Linked DNA regions of Arachis hypogaea: region 2 is linked to region 1. The links are chromatin contacts, called in public Hi-C maps. All regions are on one chromosome and are shown on one strand. Each heading gives the region's core, a stretch centred on a gene start, on an enhancer-like site or on the middle of the called end of the contact. The rest is flanking DNA. Distances are from core to core; before and after follow the strand shown.

Region 1 (7,685 bases), core at 1,902-4,401:
GGTGGTCAAACGAGATCTACATGTAAATGGTCTCTCTGTAGACATGATATATGACAGAGCTCAATGGCGTCATTTGATTCATGTAACCGACCCCACCTAGTGGGAAAAGACTTTGTTGTTGTTGTGTTTGTTTTGTTTGAGCTAAATCATTATTTAGATCTTTAATCACTTCAAGTAAACTTTCATTTTCTGCAATGAGATCTGATGAAGAATTAATCGAGTGTTTTCCTTTATATTTTTCAATTTTAGATTTTAAAAATCTATTTTCTTCAACGAGTTCAATGGAACTTTCGGTTTTCTTCACCTTTTCTTTCACGAAATCATTTTCAACTTTCAAAACTTCATTTTCAAATTTGTATTTATTGTATTTATTCAGCAATTTCCTAGAATGCTTAGTGAGATCATTAATAATAATATGTAAATCTTCAATGGACAAGTCAAAGTAATTCACCTCATCTGATTGATTATGACCAGGCATTATACAGACTTGTGCTTCATATTCAGAGTCTTCATCCTCATCAAAATCGTTATCTATATCCTCTCATAAAGCCATAAGCACTTTCTTCTTTTCTTTCTTTGCATTGTCCTCCTTTTTGAGCTTAGGGCAGTTGAACTTGAAGTAACCTGCCTTCTTGCAGTGATAACAAATAACTTTGCTCAGATCCCTTTTTTGCTCCCTTGAACTCGATCCTTTGTTCTTGCCTTTGCTCCTTAATAGCTTTCTCAATCTCCTAGCAAAAAATACAATTTCATCATCTAAAAAACTATTATTGGAATCATCATCCAATGACTCAACTTTTGATTTTAGGGCAGCTACTCCTTTTTTTTTTTTTTTGTGTTTTGACTGGTGTGTGTGGTTTCATATGTAAAACGTTTTTCTTTCAACTCATCATATGATAATAGACTCAGGTTGTTGCTCTTGGCTACCATGGATGCTTTTGTTTCCCACTCGTTTGTAAAACTCCTAAGAACACGTCTTCACAAGTGTTTGTTCGGTGTGGGTCATTCCCATAGCATTATGATAATCGAGAATCTCTTGAACATCTCATCAATGGTTTCTCCTTCATTCATGGAGAATATCTCATTTTCTTTTCGTAGCATATCTATTCTTGTTTCTTTGACTTGTTTGGTACCTTCGTGAGTGATTTGGAGTTTATCCTAAATCACTTTTTCCATTTTACATCTAGATACCTTCTGATATTCCTCAAAGTTGATAACACAATGCATCATGTTGATGGCTTTGATATTTAACTCCACCTTCTTCTTGTCTTTTTCGTTCCATTTGGTTTCTTCTTTTAGAGCCACCACTCCTTCTGCACTTATCTTGGCAGGAACTTGAGGACCATTCACTATAATCTTCCATATATTGTAGTCAATGGATTAAATAAATATCCACATCCTTTTCTTTCAGTAGGTGTAGTTCTTCCCATTGAAGAAAGGAGGCCTGCTATTTGACTGACCCTCAATAAGAGTGTAGGCCACAACATTTACACCCAAGTTGTTAGCCATTTGACTTTTTCTCCAAGTTCTGATACCAATTGAAGGTTCTTGATGGCCTAGAGGAGGGGGTTGAATCTATGGCCTTCTTTTAAACTTGATTAATTAATCCTCAAACCAGAAAAAAATCCAGGCTTCTGTTTAGACTACGAGATTGATTATGCAGGAGACAATTTTATTTTGTCTCATAACACTTGAAAACAGAATCAGAGCAAGAAAGAAGAAGATGACACAGTCATGTATCCTAGTTCAGCTACCTTGTACAATGCAGTTTACATCCAGTCTCTACCACAAAAATGGTAGAATTTTCACTATCTTTTTAAGTATTACATACACCAATTCCCAAGGATTCAACCTAATCCTATCAGGGACAAATCAAGCATCTATCTAAGCTTGACTTGGCTAAGTTCATTTTCTAGACTCTCAACACACTAAGTACTCACCCAACTTAGAAAAAGATATCTCACGAGTACATGATACGAAACAGAAATACAATCAAAAGAGATAAGCCATACATCTTAGCTTTTCTCTCTAAGTACCTCTCTTTTCCTTTTCTTTCAATGGTTTTTTCTTAATGTCTTACATATATGGCTTTTACCACTAAAGTGAAACAAAAAAAGATAAAACATACAAACAAAATATTCAATGATTGACCATAAAGGAGATGATGTTAAACAACTCTGAAGCTATAAGATGAACCAGATTTAGCCCTCTCATGTGAAGCTCTTCATCTTGGCAAAATATTTTTTTGATGTAGAAATATTGTTCAAAACGTTGAGCAAGAACAGTAGAGAAGCTCTCAATCAAACACTGTTTCTGATTCTCTCTCCTTGAACAAAACTAAAATTAATTTTTTTTGTATTCAGTTCTGTTTCCATATCTAGGACTTGCTTCCCAAAGTCAGCTCCTTGAATCTTGAGCCAGCTGAAGTCTCCCTTTCTTTTTCTTCCATTAGACCAGAAAATCAGGGATTAGATATCAAAGTTAAGCATAACAGAGGAGAGATAAGCAATAGCAACTTGCTTCTTTGATGAATTTTTCAAATCCAAATCCAAACCCTTAATCTAGTGCTTTGACCCCAAAAATTATTAATTCATAGAAGATTAAAGTAACCTCCACTTTCTTCATGTTACCCGAAATGATTTTGCAGAAGAGAAGGTGAAATCAACAAGTAATTAACTTGTATATTTATGAAAATATTTTACCTTTTTCTTTTGATTTAACTTTACTCGAACATTGTGCTTTTGGCTCTAATTTTAATTTGACATAGCCACCAAAATTTTGTTTTTTCTTTCTTCCTCTTTCGTGCTTAATGGGAAAATGATATTCTCTTTCTTCTTTGTGCCATACCTGAATCATCATAACACCACCATCAACTAGATGTTATTCTTTTCATGAAGTCAATGCGCTGGAATGAAAGCTTGATCCAAGTAGCTATGGTTCAGGTGCTTAGTTTCGTTGTTTTGGGCTGCATACTAACGCTTAAGCCTGTAACACTAAATGACACATCACAACACTTTTGGGCTATCAACCCATTTACAATTATGTTTATCATTACCAAAAATATTATTATTGTTTGCTAAACCCAACAACAGATTATGGAGATATACTCATTGAACATTAAAAAGTGAATATATATCTTGAATCTTAGCCCATAAAATGTGTCACTTTTTGTTTTCTTTTAGTTTTTGTGTTGAAGAGTGTGTGTCCTAAGTCTTAATCGTCATCAGTTATTTTAACTATAATCCAATTATAATAAACTTATGAATTCAAATCAAAGTTCAAACTGATGTTTTAATTATATTATAATCAAACACGTTTTAAGTCATATTACAAAATTCGATTATAATCAAATGTGTTCAAAGTAATAACTAAACACAAGAATCATCCAAATCAAAGTTCAAATTCATGCTATAATTAGAGTATAATCAAATACACTCCAAATTTATATTATAAAATTCAGTTATAATCAAACGCACTCAAGATAATAATCAAACTTAGCATTCAAACTAGAGTTCAAACTCATGCTATAATCATAATATAATCAAACACACTCTAAATCATAATACAAAATCTTATTATAATCAAACACATCTATGATAATAATCAAACTCAATAATCGAAATCAAAGTTTAATACTATAATCATATTATAATCAAATATGCTCTAAATTATAGTACAAAATCTTGTTACATTGAAACTACCACAGAAAAGATTAAAGATCATAAGGGAACTAACGATTCAAATGATTGATTCATCACAAGAGTAGCTACAAGCCTACAAGTCTCTACAAATTCTTTCATACATAGAGGATAATTGGAGAAACGGCAACATGTGTTACACACATAATCAATTTTATATAATTCTGTTTCCTAGTATAGGAGAATATAATATGGTAAAAGAATCAAGTATAAATAATGATAAAAATTTCCAATAAACACCTAAGCTCTCTAATGGTGTGATGTTGAACTTCTCATAATATACTACGTTCTAGATAAGATGTCTTCTTATGTGTATTTGCATTTGAAAATTCATGTTGCTGCTGCTTTGAGTCAACGTCTTTGAAGAAGTCATCTGTAGCAGAAAAAAAATATCCTTCTTCTTTTTTTCTTTTGAGCTTTGATTAGCTCCCCACCACAAACTGAACACAAGCAAAGCGGAAGCAGCGGAGGCCTCAACCTCGCTCAGAAGAGGGAAAGAAACATTTATCATAATTAACCTAACTCATATACTATAATTAGATTTTAATCAAACACGCTTTAAATCATAATACAAAATTCGGTTATAATCAAACAAGCTCATAGTAATAATCAAACTCAATAATCGAAATCAAAGTTCAATGCTATAACTAAACTATATTCAAACAGGGTCTAAATTATAGAGCAAAATCTTGTTATGAGAAAACCTTCAGCATGACAAATCCAAGAAAAGGTAACTCTCAAATCAAATGTAGACGTCCAACACAAGACACAAGCAACAATGGTTGAAGATTTAAATTTGTCAAATGATTTTAGGATCACAAAAACAAAGAATTATTGACAAAAAAATCCAATACTAAAAAATAAAACCTAGTTGATAATGCTTTCACAATTTATCAAGTAAAAAACACTTTAAAATTGAGATCATAACACATTAACATTTTAGATTGTAGTCCGAAACAATGAACTAAGTAGAATATGCAATAATCAAATTACAAAAACATAAAGAGAAGAAAGTAGAATATGCTAAAACACATTGATAAGCTAGCTTGCAACAAGGAAAGTTGTCAACCAGTTGCTACAACATCAACTCAAGGACTTATATGAGTAGTTGATGCACCTTTGAACCAATGTTTCATTTTTTGTCATAAAAGTTGTTCTCATCCTCGTCACTTGTATCATTAGAACTTGTATTATTGTTTCAAGGAGCATGTGACCTAAAATGAAGCATGTGACCTAAAATCGAAAGTGCAATAATAAAAAACACAAGGAATAGAAGCTTACCTTGCAGAATAATACAAGAAAAATGAAGTCAAAGAAGTTCGCGCCTGAGACAGAGAGCATCGTGCTTAAGAGAGAAGAAAGAGTATCACAACCGCACTTGAGAGAGAGCGAAGAAGAATCGTGCCACATTGAAGAGAGAGCAAAGGAAAATTGTGTCGCCGGAGAGAGAGGGAAGGAGAATCACGCTTGGGAGTGAGAATGTGGAAGGAGAATCGCGCCTGAGAGTGAGAGTGAGGGAAGGAGAAAGAGGGAGGTAGGTTTCAGTGCGTGTAAAGAGCAAGAGTGGACTTTGTTTTTAATTTTTTTAAAATCTGTACTTATGTATGTATACAGTGGCTGAAATTAGTGGCTGAAATTGGTGTGCATGTAGCACAACTCTGTAAAAATATATCATAAATATTATTTGTACACTAAAATCAGCCATTAATATATTTTTGTGAATAAATATATATGTTGTTCAATTTATTTTCAATATATATTTGTATTTTAACATGTATTTTATTGTAGTGGCTAATTTTGGTGTATACATACGTGTTTTTCCGTTATATAAATTGTATTTCATAAAATAAAAATACTATTTGTGTAACAGCCCAGATCACCCGCTAGCACGATATTGTCCGCTTTGGCACACAAGGCCTCACGGTTTTGCCTTTGACGATAGGGACGATAGTCAAAGCCCCCCGCGCTCACTCGTCAAAATGCGTCATGCTAGGAAGAGGTATCCACACCCTTATAAGGCATGATTCGTTCCCCTCCCCAACCAACGTGGGACCTTACAATCCACCCCCCTAAGAGAGCCCAGCGCCCTTGCAGGCACATCGATCCAGGCTCCGTCTCTGATACCATAATGTAACACCCTACCACATAGAGCTTTACGCCTAGGTCGTAAATCAATGGTGGTGAAGTATCACAACTTTTAAAAATAAAATTCATACGTATATAATGGAAGGAATTTGATATACTAGGAGCCCATGAAGAAAAGACATAAGCAAAATCGCATCATACTCAGAAACTGGCGATATACATAACCAAAAATGACCGAAGAATAAATATATATATATATATATATATATATATATATATATATATATATATGATTCAAAAAGTATACATAACAACACTAGTCTTAACCTGCGAAGATAAGGCCGACTAGTTAATATAATACAACCCGAAAGTAGGACTAAAAATCATAAACATAAATCATGTTTCTCCATAATCAACCTCTAACAGGGATATATAAGTTATAAAACACAGTAGTGGAGAATATTTAAAATATCTAAGCAAAAGTAAAATTCCTAAAAGACAATCTTCGCTTCCTAAAAGCAAAATCTGCATGCTCAACAAGGTGTATCACGTCCAATACCTGTAAGATGAAAATCCCCGAAACGGGTGAGAACATCATCCCTTTCGGGGTTTTCAATAGGGGTAACAGTTCCAAAGCAGAGACTATGTAAAGACTACACGAAACCTCTAGGCAATCCTAACACTTCAACAACAAAGAAATCTAAGCCTAGAAATATACTAAACCAGAAAACAGTAAGGTATACTAAACCAGAAACCAGAAATATACTAACTAACTACACTCACGCACCTTTGATTTTCATTCGACTTTTCTCTCTCCAATAAACCTCAAGTTCTTAAACTATCTCTTATTAGTTCTCTCACCTTTTACTTATCATGTTTCTTTCAGTCTCAAGTTCACCCCATATCATCTCAACTTCTATATATACAAGGTCTCAAAATAGCACAATAATAGCAAACACAAATAATGAAGTTCAAGCACAACAAGATTCAATTACAGAAATTATAACAAATAGCAGTTAAATAAAGATAATCACATAGGCAAACCACATGTACAATAAACACACCCAATCAATGTCACATAGATACAAATGATGCATGCCTGTCCTACTGGCCATGAGCTCACGCGTCGGTTATGTTGCCAGACCCGACTCGGATAAGCGGGATTAAACGACCATCCTTATCCGTAGGTTCCATAAACAAGCGGGATTAAACCACCATCCTTGCTCGGAACACGCAAGCGGGATTAAACCATCGTCCTTTCCTCCACAGTAAGCGGGATTAAACCATCATCCTTACTGGACACCTCGAACAAGCGGGATTACACCACCATCATTGCTCGGGTTGCATTCACAAATCAATCTGCAAGCGGGATTAAACCACCGTCCTTGCCCAACATAAAACAATATGCAAGCAGGATCACACCACTGTCCTTGCTAAACAATTCACCCATACGTGAGCGGAGTAGAACCTCCATCCTTATTGCAGGTGGGATAAAACCACCATCCCTGCATATGCACAATAACCACGACAAGCGGGATCAAACCACCGTCCTTGCCGGGACAAAACTCTTTAAATAAACTAAGTCCCTGGAATATAGTGTCCAGCTCACTTTTAACCTCATCATAGTCACTCTCATCCTCAACATTTCACCAGCCTTTTATCAGCAATTGTTACAACAATATACTCTCAAAAACATTTGATAATAGTATAAAAATCAATTCTTAAATCTCATACCCAAGGTAGTCACCAAAACAATCATCGGCAGCCAAATTACAATCTTGTTTTTAAAATATCAAATAAACTCGGAATTGCACAAACTTTATATCCATACGACCATTTTGGATTAAGCTTTCTATTAAACTAAAAATCATAATTTTTCACTTATTCTAGCTTCGAGAATAG
Region 2 (7,685 bases), core at 3,594-6,093, 59 kb after region 1:
TTGTAGACTGACAGACGCAAAAAATCTTTCTCAATTGAAACAGGTTGATCACAGACCAGCGGCATTATGCCTTGTTCGTCAACAGAATCCAATTTGTTCACCCTTGCATTTTTAAATCAGAATTTATAAAATTTGTTAATAGTTAAATAATCAAAAGCCTTGTATAAATATTCTACTGGCAACACTACTAATCTATACACTGTACCTTGCAAAGAAATTTCTGGCAGCTGGAAATTCAACATTGATAAACAGTTTCGAATTGTAGTTTATATTGGAAACACCCATGACCCCTACAAAAAGACATAACAAATTAAAAAAAATACCAAAAGCATATGATGACACAAAACATACATTCAAATACCAGTAAAATAAACAAACCACTATAAAATTTCATCTTACTCATTTGGAGAATAACCACATAGGTAAGACACGGGTGTTCCTCCAAATATTTGAGCAAGTTAAAAGCAAAATTCTGCCACAACGTTACCCTTAATTTCTATCCACCCCTATAAGAAATAGCAATACTTGTAAAGTAAAGAGAGGCACAAAATTGCAAAATAAGATTTTAAAACAAAAGCCACTATCAAAAAGATATTAAGCATTACTCAAGATCATCAAGTTCTATCGTGATATAACTTGACGGCTTCCCGTCCCGTGTGAACTCGACCAAGTTACACTTAGAGGCAAGCTGACCTATCACATCTAAAAAATAAAGGCACCAATCTTTCCATTAACAAAACTCTATCTGCTCAAACTTTTGTCCAAAAATGACATATCTTTTCCAAAGTTTCATCCATGTTGAAATCAGATTTTTGTAATTTTCTTAAAAATAAAAATATAAAAGACTGTTAATAAATAGTTAGAGCCTAGAAATCGAAGTTCGTGAAGAAACAAAAAATAAATAGGTTATTACTTGTTACCAACAATTTCATTAAAGGTACTAATTCTTTAGTTGCTATATATATGAAATCTGTATTTAGATGTGTTAAAATAAAACGCATAATAATAGAAAACAAAGCCAATAACAAATTGAAGAATAATTTTACTAAATAATATAATTTTTTTAGTACTATACCTATAACAAAAAATGATGCATCAGCCAATTCAAATGACGTACATTAAATATAGACATATTATGTAATACAAAAATTATGATAAATTATTTTGCGTTAAATATAGACCTCAAAGAATTAAACAACACATGCGTTATAGATTACTCTAACAAAGTACTTACCAACTAAATAACTATCTTTTTTAGACTCTGCATGAATTTTTTTTAACGGAACAAAATTGAATCCGTTCAATGGAACTGAAGAGTCTTGTACCGGACGCACAATCGTGCCCCTCTTGAAGTTGATTCTAAATTCGTGTCTAGTAGGCTTAAACTTGATGGTAGTCAAAGTAACTACAAAATTATTGACTACGTACACGTTGCCCTCAACGAGTAGGTCCTCGAAGATAGGAACAAATATGCCTTTAATAGAGCATTGAATTGTATCCCCCTGAATGCATTAGTTTTATAGAGTCATAGATAAATGAGGTTTATTGCTCATTCATTACAAAAATAAATCTCAAATGCAAAGAGAAGATTTTATCTCTTCATCAAGGACAACCATCTCAATAGGTGCCTTCACCCCAGAATTTGTAAAGTGAGAAACGGTCCAAAGTCTAATGACACGTACTTTGAGTTTTCACACCTTATACTTTGGACCAGCATTGATACACTTGATGAGATCATACCTAAAAATCAAAGTCCTCATATTTAGTGAAAGATAAAAAAAAATATTGTAAAATTCACCACATGGCACATGAACTCACCTAGCTGCCATTGCTACCTGCCACAACAAAATTACTCAAATATTATGAATTTCACTACAGATAAACAGTAAGTATGGTGATCATCCATGCTATATTTATAGAGAGTCACAGCACTGTTCAGCCCCAGTATTGGTAAGGATTGCAAAAATTTTGACGTTTCTATCAAAATCCAACTAAGAAAAAAGACGAAAGTTTTTGGACTATTCAGGATTAAAGAATCTGAATCATATCAATAAAATAAAATAATTATCAAAATTAGGATAGAAATTAACGGCCAACATTTATTGTGTTTTATTTACATGGCAAAATAGGGTTTAATTTTGAAAAATCAAAATAAGAAGTAATATATGCTGAAGAGGAAATCACCGTATTTACATGCAATAATTAAGTACTGTAAATCACAAGAAGTTTCGAAAAGGCATGAAATTATTTTATTTTTGTATGTTGGCAAATCATTCTGTATCATAAATACTGGCATTTCAAGACGTACAGAATAAAAAGGGTATGAGAATAAGATTTGATATATAGCACCAATTTTTTGTTTCTTAATCTGATATAATTCCCAAAAGGTTTGTTAACAGTTGCATACCTTCAATATGACCAAAGGATGTGTTGATCGCAGCAAGCCATTTATCTCTTTCACCCTGCATCCGTTCTATAAGCATTCTCCTTTTATGATCCTCAGCCAATTGCTTCATGCGCTTGACCTTCAGCCTCTGCTATTGCTTTAACTATAATAGTTTCTTCTTTTATCTCAGCACGCTCTCTCTCAGTCTGACACTGCGGCGGCTGCGGGCTCGCGATTTGGGGAGCTAGGATTCTTCTTTCAATTTCAAAATTTCACGTCAATTTCAGAGAGGAGAGGAGAGGAGTGTGGGAGTGGGAATGGGTTATGGGCTTAAGCCGTTGGGGAATCAGTTTTTTTTTTTAAGTCAAAACGGCACCGTTTGGAGGAGTTATTAACAAACTGGAAACCCTTTAAAAAAATCGACCAGTTCTAATGGTTCACCGATTAATCACATATACGACCGGTTTTATAATCAGTTTTTTTGTCAGACGGTTTACTCATAACATCTATTAAGCCATTTTTAAATTTTATAAAATTATTTATAATAATTACAAAAAGTGCTCATAATAAAAAATTTTAAAACTTTATAAAAATATTTTATTTAAAATTGTTAGTAAAATCTTAGTTGTACTCTATTTCAAAATAAATAATATAATGATATTAGTATTTTATACAACAACCCATACAAAAAAATTCAAATTTCATACAATATTTTTTCATTCATTTTTAATAGCTCATAAATACACAAAAAATATATTGTATAGAATTTAAATTATTTTTGTATTAATTTTTATATAAAATACCCATAACATTATAATTATTCAGAAGTTACATATAATTCGAACCTTATGAATTCAATTTACTATGTATTTGTCTAAATCGAATTTATTCAATTCGATTTATATAGAAATACAAATTCGATTTATTTAATTTATTTTTGTATGTGGTATGATTTGATTGAAAGAGCAAAAATTTATAATTTTATCTAGCATCAATAAAATTTCACTATCACTGGTTTTAAAAAAAATTAAAATCTAAAACGATGGTTAAAAATAAATAAAGAGGATAAATTTAATTCTTCTATAATTATATGCGTTTTTTTTTCTGATTTGCGTTTTTATCACAATCCACAAGTTCTATGTTTTATGAATTAACGTTAATTCATACATAGTATATAAATAAATTTAATTAGAATAATAACAATTTATTTATTTTATTTTAGACTTTATAAATGAAAAGACTAATTCACTAATATAACGAATTATAATTAATGTAATATAATTAATTAAGTAATATAAATTATAATAAATTATATTAATTATATTAATATTTAAATATCTAATCAAATCAATTAGTTGATATAATTAAGTCAGTGCAATAAATTATATTGAATGAGTTAAAACAATTAAATCGAAAAACATTCTTCGAAATATGCCATGTCAGCTTCATCATTAAGTGCAGACATCCGATTTTTATATAATAGAATAGATTAAACAAAGGTTTGTGTATGTAAAAGTTTTAGGTTTGTATATGCATTACAATTAAAAAGATCCTTAAACTAACATCCATAACACATAAAAACAAGGTTCTGAAAATCGGACCGGACCGGCCGGTCGGACCGGTTTAACTGCGAACCGATAATATTAATAGTCCGGTCAGGCATATAAAACCGATAATCAGTAAACCGACAAAAAACCGTTGAACCAGACGAGAACCGGCCGGTCAGACCGAACCGGAACCCGGCCGGTTTACACAAAAAGGGAAGCTCTTCGTTTCTTTCTCCCATTCTCCCGTTCTCCCTTTCTTTCAGTCAGAAATCACACAACCCCAACCACAAAACCCTAGCACTGTAAGCCTACACCACCGCCACAAGGAGTGGCATACTGCCGCCGTCCGTCGCACTCAAAGTTTGCCATCCGTCATCTAGCTTCTCTCGTACTCCAAGTCTTCAACCCCTGTTCGCTGTCACCGATCGCGGTTGCTTCCTCGAGTTCGGCGTCCGTCGTCTTTGTCTGCTCAGCCGCGCTTCCATCGCCGCGCTTCAAAACCCTAGCCCTAGGTTCTTCCTCAATAGTTCTACCGCAGTGTCGCCGCCGTCCGTATTGTCAGCGCCTCCGCTTCTTCCTCTTCCCCCTGTCCAGAACCCAAGCCCTCTCTTCCTCTGCTTCTCTGTTCGAGGCTTGGAGCAGTTCGCCGTTGGGTCTCCGCTCTCCGTCGTCTCGCCGCTCGCCGTCCTTCTCTCCGTCGAAGGTTAGTGGCCCTACTTTCATCATTTCGGTTCTTCTTCCTTTTATGCTCTGTTTACTGATAGCTGAATGTGAAATTGTGAATGGATTTTTTGAAATCAAATAATTGATTTAGTTCTGCTACTCTGTTTTAGTTTTTTTAATTTCTGAAATTTTTGTTGAAATTTTCTTGTAATGTTTTGTAATTGCTGGTTGCTGTTTTGTCTATGACATGTGTGCTTGGGCTTTGTTAGCTGTAGGCATTGCCTTGTCAGAGAGGAAAGCTCGTTATTCTTATGCTTCTCTCTGGGTTCTATTGTCAAGTCTTGCATTTGTTGTTGTTTGCATTCTTGTTTTTAGGCCTCTGGTGTCATGGATGATACATAAAACCCCAGAGGAACAACCCTTCAGTGAAACACAGATATGCATTGTACTTACTGGTGTTATGATCTCTGCTTTTATCACTGATGCACTTGAGGCACATGCTGTGTTTGGTGCATTTGTTTATGGTTTGGTTATTCCAAATGGACCACTTGCTGCTGCTATCATTGAGAAGCTTGAGGACTTTGTTTCTGGCCTTCTGCTACCTCTCTTCTTTGCTATCAGTGGCCTCAAGACTAATCTCACCTTGATCAAGGGAACCACTAGATGGGGATTTGTGGTCTTGATGGTTCCTCTTGTTGTTTCTCTCCTATTCCAAATACCTGTCATGGAAGGTGTAATTCTTGGTCTGCTTATGAATACTAAAGGCTTCATTGAAATTATAGTGCTCAATTATATGATGCATGTTTTAACTTTTTATAAATTAATTCACGTATACCCATCATGCATATTATTGATTCAATTCATTATGTATGTAAGTAGGTATTGGGCGATGAAGTATTTTCAATCATGGTTCTTGTAACAATTCTGATGACAACAATCATCTCACACACAGTGGCATTGATCCACAAGCCAAGAAAAAGGCACATATCATACAAGAACAGAACAATGCAAAATATAGGAACAGATATTTTATGTATTGGTTATAATTTATTTATTATTTTATTTTAAAACGGTTTTTCCGGTTGAATCACTGGTTAGACCGGTTGGACCTGTAAACCAGTGAACCAGTCATTAGAACGGTTTGATGACCGGTCCGGTTTTCAAAACCTTGCATAAAAGACAAGAATATAGAACACTAAGGCCAAAAACCATTAAAATACATAGTAAAAAATGATTCCGAAATTATCTTATAAAAGACTCCAGAAAATATATTTAAAAAATAGCCGAAATAGTATGAAAAAAAAACACTAAACCTTTGATAATAACATCAATTAACATAATAATAATAAAATATAATTTGTAACAACCGTGAAAAAATCTTTAAAATAACATCCTTCATCCATTAAAAAAGACTTTAGAACACACAGGCAATTGAATTACATTTTAAAAAACACATTCAAAATTTCTTTAAAAAAGATTACAAAAAATATATGAACAAAACAGCTGAAATATTATTTAAAAAAATAATTAAATAGCACAAAAAAAAAATACTATTCCTTAGTTCGAAAAAAAATTTAAATATATTATAAAATTGATACTTCTATTATAGCAATTGAAAAGAGAAACTAAATAGGTGCAACTCCCCAATATCAAATACTAAACTGAGACTTAACTCTTTTTTCCTTGTCTCTTTCCTTTCTACCTCTTCCTTGATCTAACTGGATGCAAGAGTTGAACCATTTGGATGTGTATTAACAATATTACCTTCCAATTTAGACTTAACCTTAGATGCATCCATTGAGAAATTAGTCATAATTTAAATCCCAAATTCATCATATAATTTGCAAAAATGCAAAAAAGTACCAAGACTTAACTGGAAGCCATGAACCAAAACTGAGACTTCGATGAACAGTGAACACCCATCATCAAATGTTTCTCAAAGTTCAAATCTTTGGATTTCAATTAACATCTTTCTGCTAAAGACTTCCATGGTCAGGTTCAGTTTTGTAGAAACATAGTTTTGATGATTGCCACCTATCATCCAAATGCAACTATTAATGAGTTAGCTTCCTCACCTATGGAGATGTCAGAAGATGAAATTGAAGCAAACCCATTGAGATTAACCACCGAAAGTTAATAACTTTGGATCTTCATCGTTATCTTCAGCAACAACTCATAATAAGGCTCTTTGGTACTGCAGCCATCAAAGCCGCCGATGAGGAAATGGAGCCTCGCCGCATTGTTGTTCCATCTACAGGGGCCATAGTTATGTTTTGCCTCGTATTCATACTCGTCTAAGAAAAAAAAAAGAAGATTCTGATCGAAGGTCGATCTAGCCATTATCGAATACATTATCGGCGGAAACTGGCGAAATCATGGGATAGGAAAACTGAAGCTGAACTATTCATCTTCCTCCTACTCCAATTCCTCTTCCTCTTGTTCTTCGTTTTCTTGTTCTTGTTCCAACTCTTCGTTTTTAGCTTTCTCATAGTTGTAGATTCTAAACTTTGCTGCAAAATTGTTTTGATTAATTATAATTTCAGATTTGAAAATTTTAGGGTTTGTGTATGTTGGGTGATGATGGATATTGTGTTGGTGTTGTTGGTGATGATAATGGCACCGATTTTTGGAGAATTTTAGAAGAGGAAGAGGTAGAAGAAAAAGAAAGGGGAAGGAAAAGGAGTAAAGGGTAATAATGGCATTTTAAACAAAATTAACCTATGATTAAGGTTTTGTTAGTTTTAGCCTGTAATGGTTAGTTTTATCTGACATTTTTAATGGTCTGAAATTGTGATTTACTCATTAAAATATGTTATTGCAGAGTGAGAATGCTAACTCCATTAGGAATAGTTCATGAATGGTCACCAACCTCCGTTTTTTATTCAATTATTACTTCATAATATCACTGTATTATCCGTGATTGATAGTGGGTCTACCCCATGTAAGCATACTTTTTTGGTAAGCTGAGGCTAATAAAAAAAGAAAAGAAAGCGAAACAAAAACAGCAATAAACAAAACAAGGATGAGTCGCCTAAATTATGTTATCCATGAGCAATATGGTGATTGTAGTCAATTTCCTGTATTACAAT

What was found. A called contact is a pair of places that touch in the nucleus more often than the background predicts.
Region 2: a Hi-C map of leaf shows a contact between it and region 1, with 3 times the contacts expected there. The contact joins the promoter of LOC140180387 here to the enhancer-like site in region 1. A contact is called at or near these places in 2 of 8 Hi-C or Micro-C datasets (leaf and an unstated tissue).

What each region holds. Positions count from the first base shown.
Region 1 is chr16:137,979,815-137,987,499 of arahy.Tifrunner.gnm2.J5K5, forward strand. No RefSeq gene overlaps it. Among protein-coding and RNA genes, the nearest start is that of LOC112755222, 17 kb to the right of the region's middle. Within about 2 kb of position 3,152, at least 3 of the 3 cell types and tissues checked have open chromatin away from gene starts, as enhancers often do.
Region 2 is chr16:138,037,281-138,044,965 of arahy.Tifrunner.gnm2.J5K5, forward strand. It overlaps LOC140180387 (cation/H(+) antiporter 15-like), which reads left to right and starts at 4,844. Exons shown (of 2, transcript XM_072221288.1): 1 at 4,844-5,327; 2 at 5,476-5,791. The coding sequence starts at 4,844. The coding sequence ends at 5,489. It overlaps LOC140180388 (a long non-coding RNA gene), which reads right to left and starts at 7,536. Exons shown (of 2, transcript XR_011874589.1): 1 at 6,471-7,536; 2 at 3,887-5,315.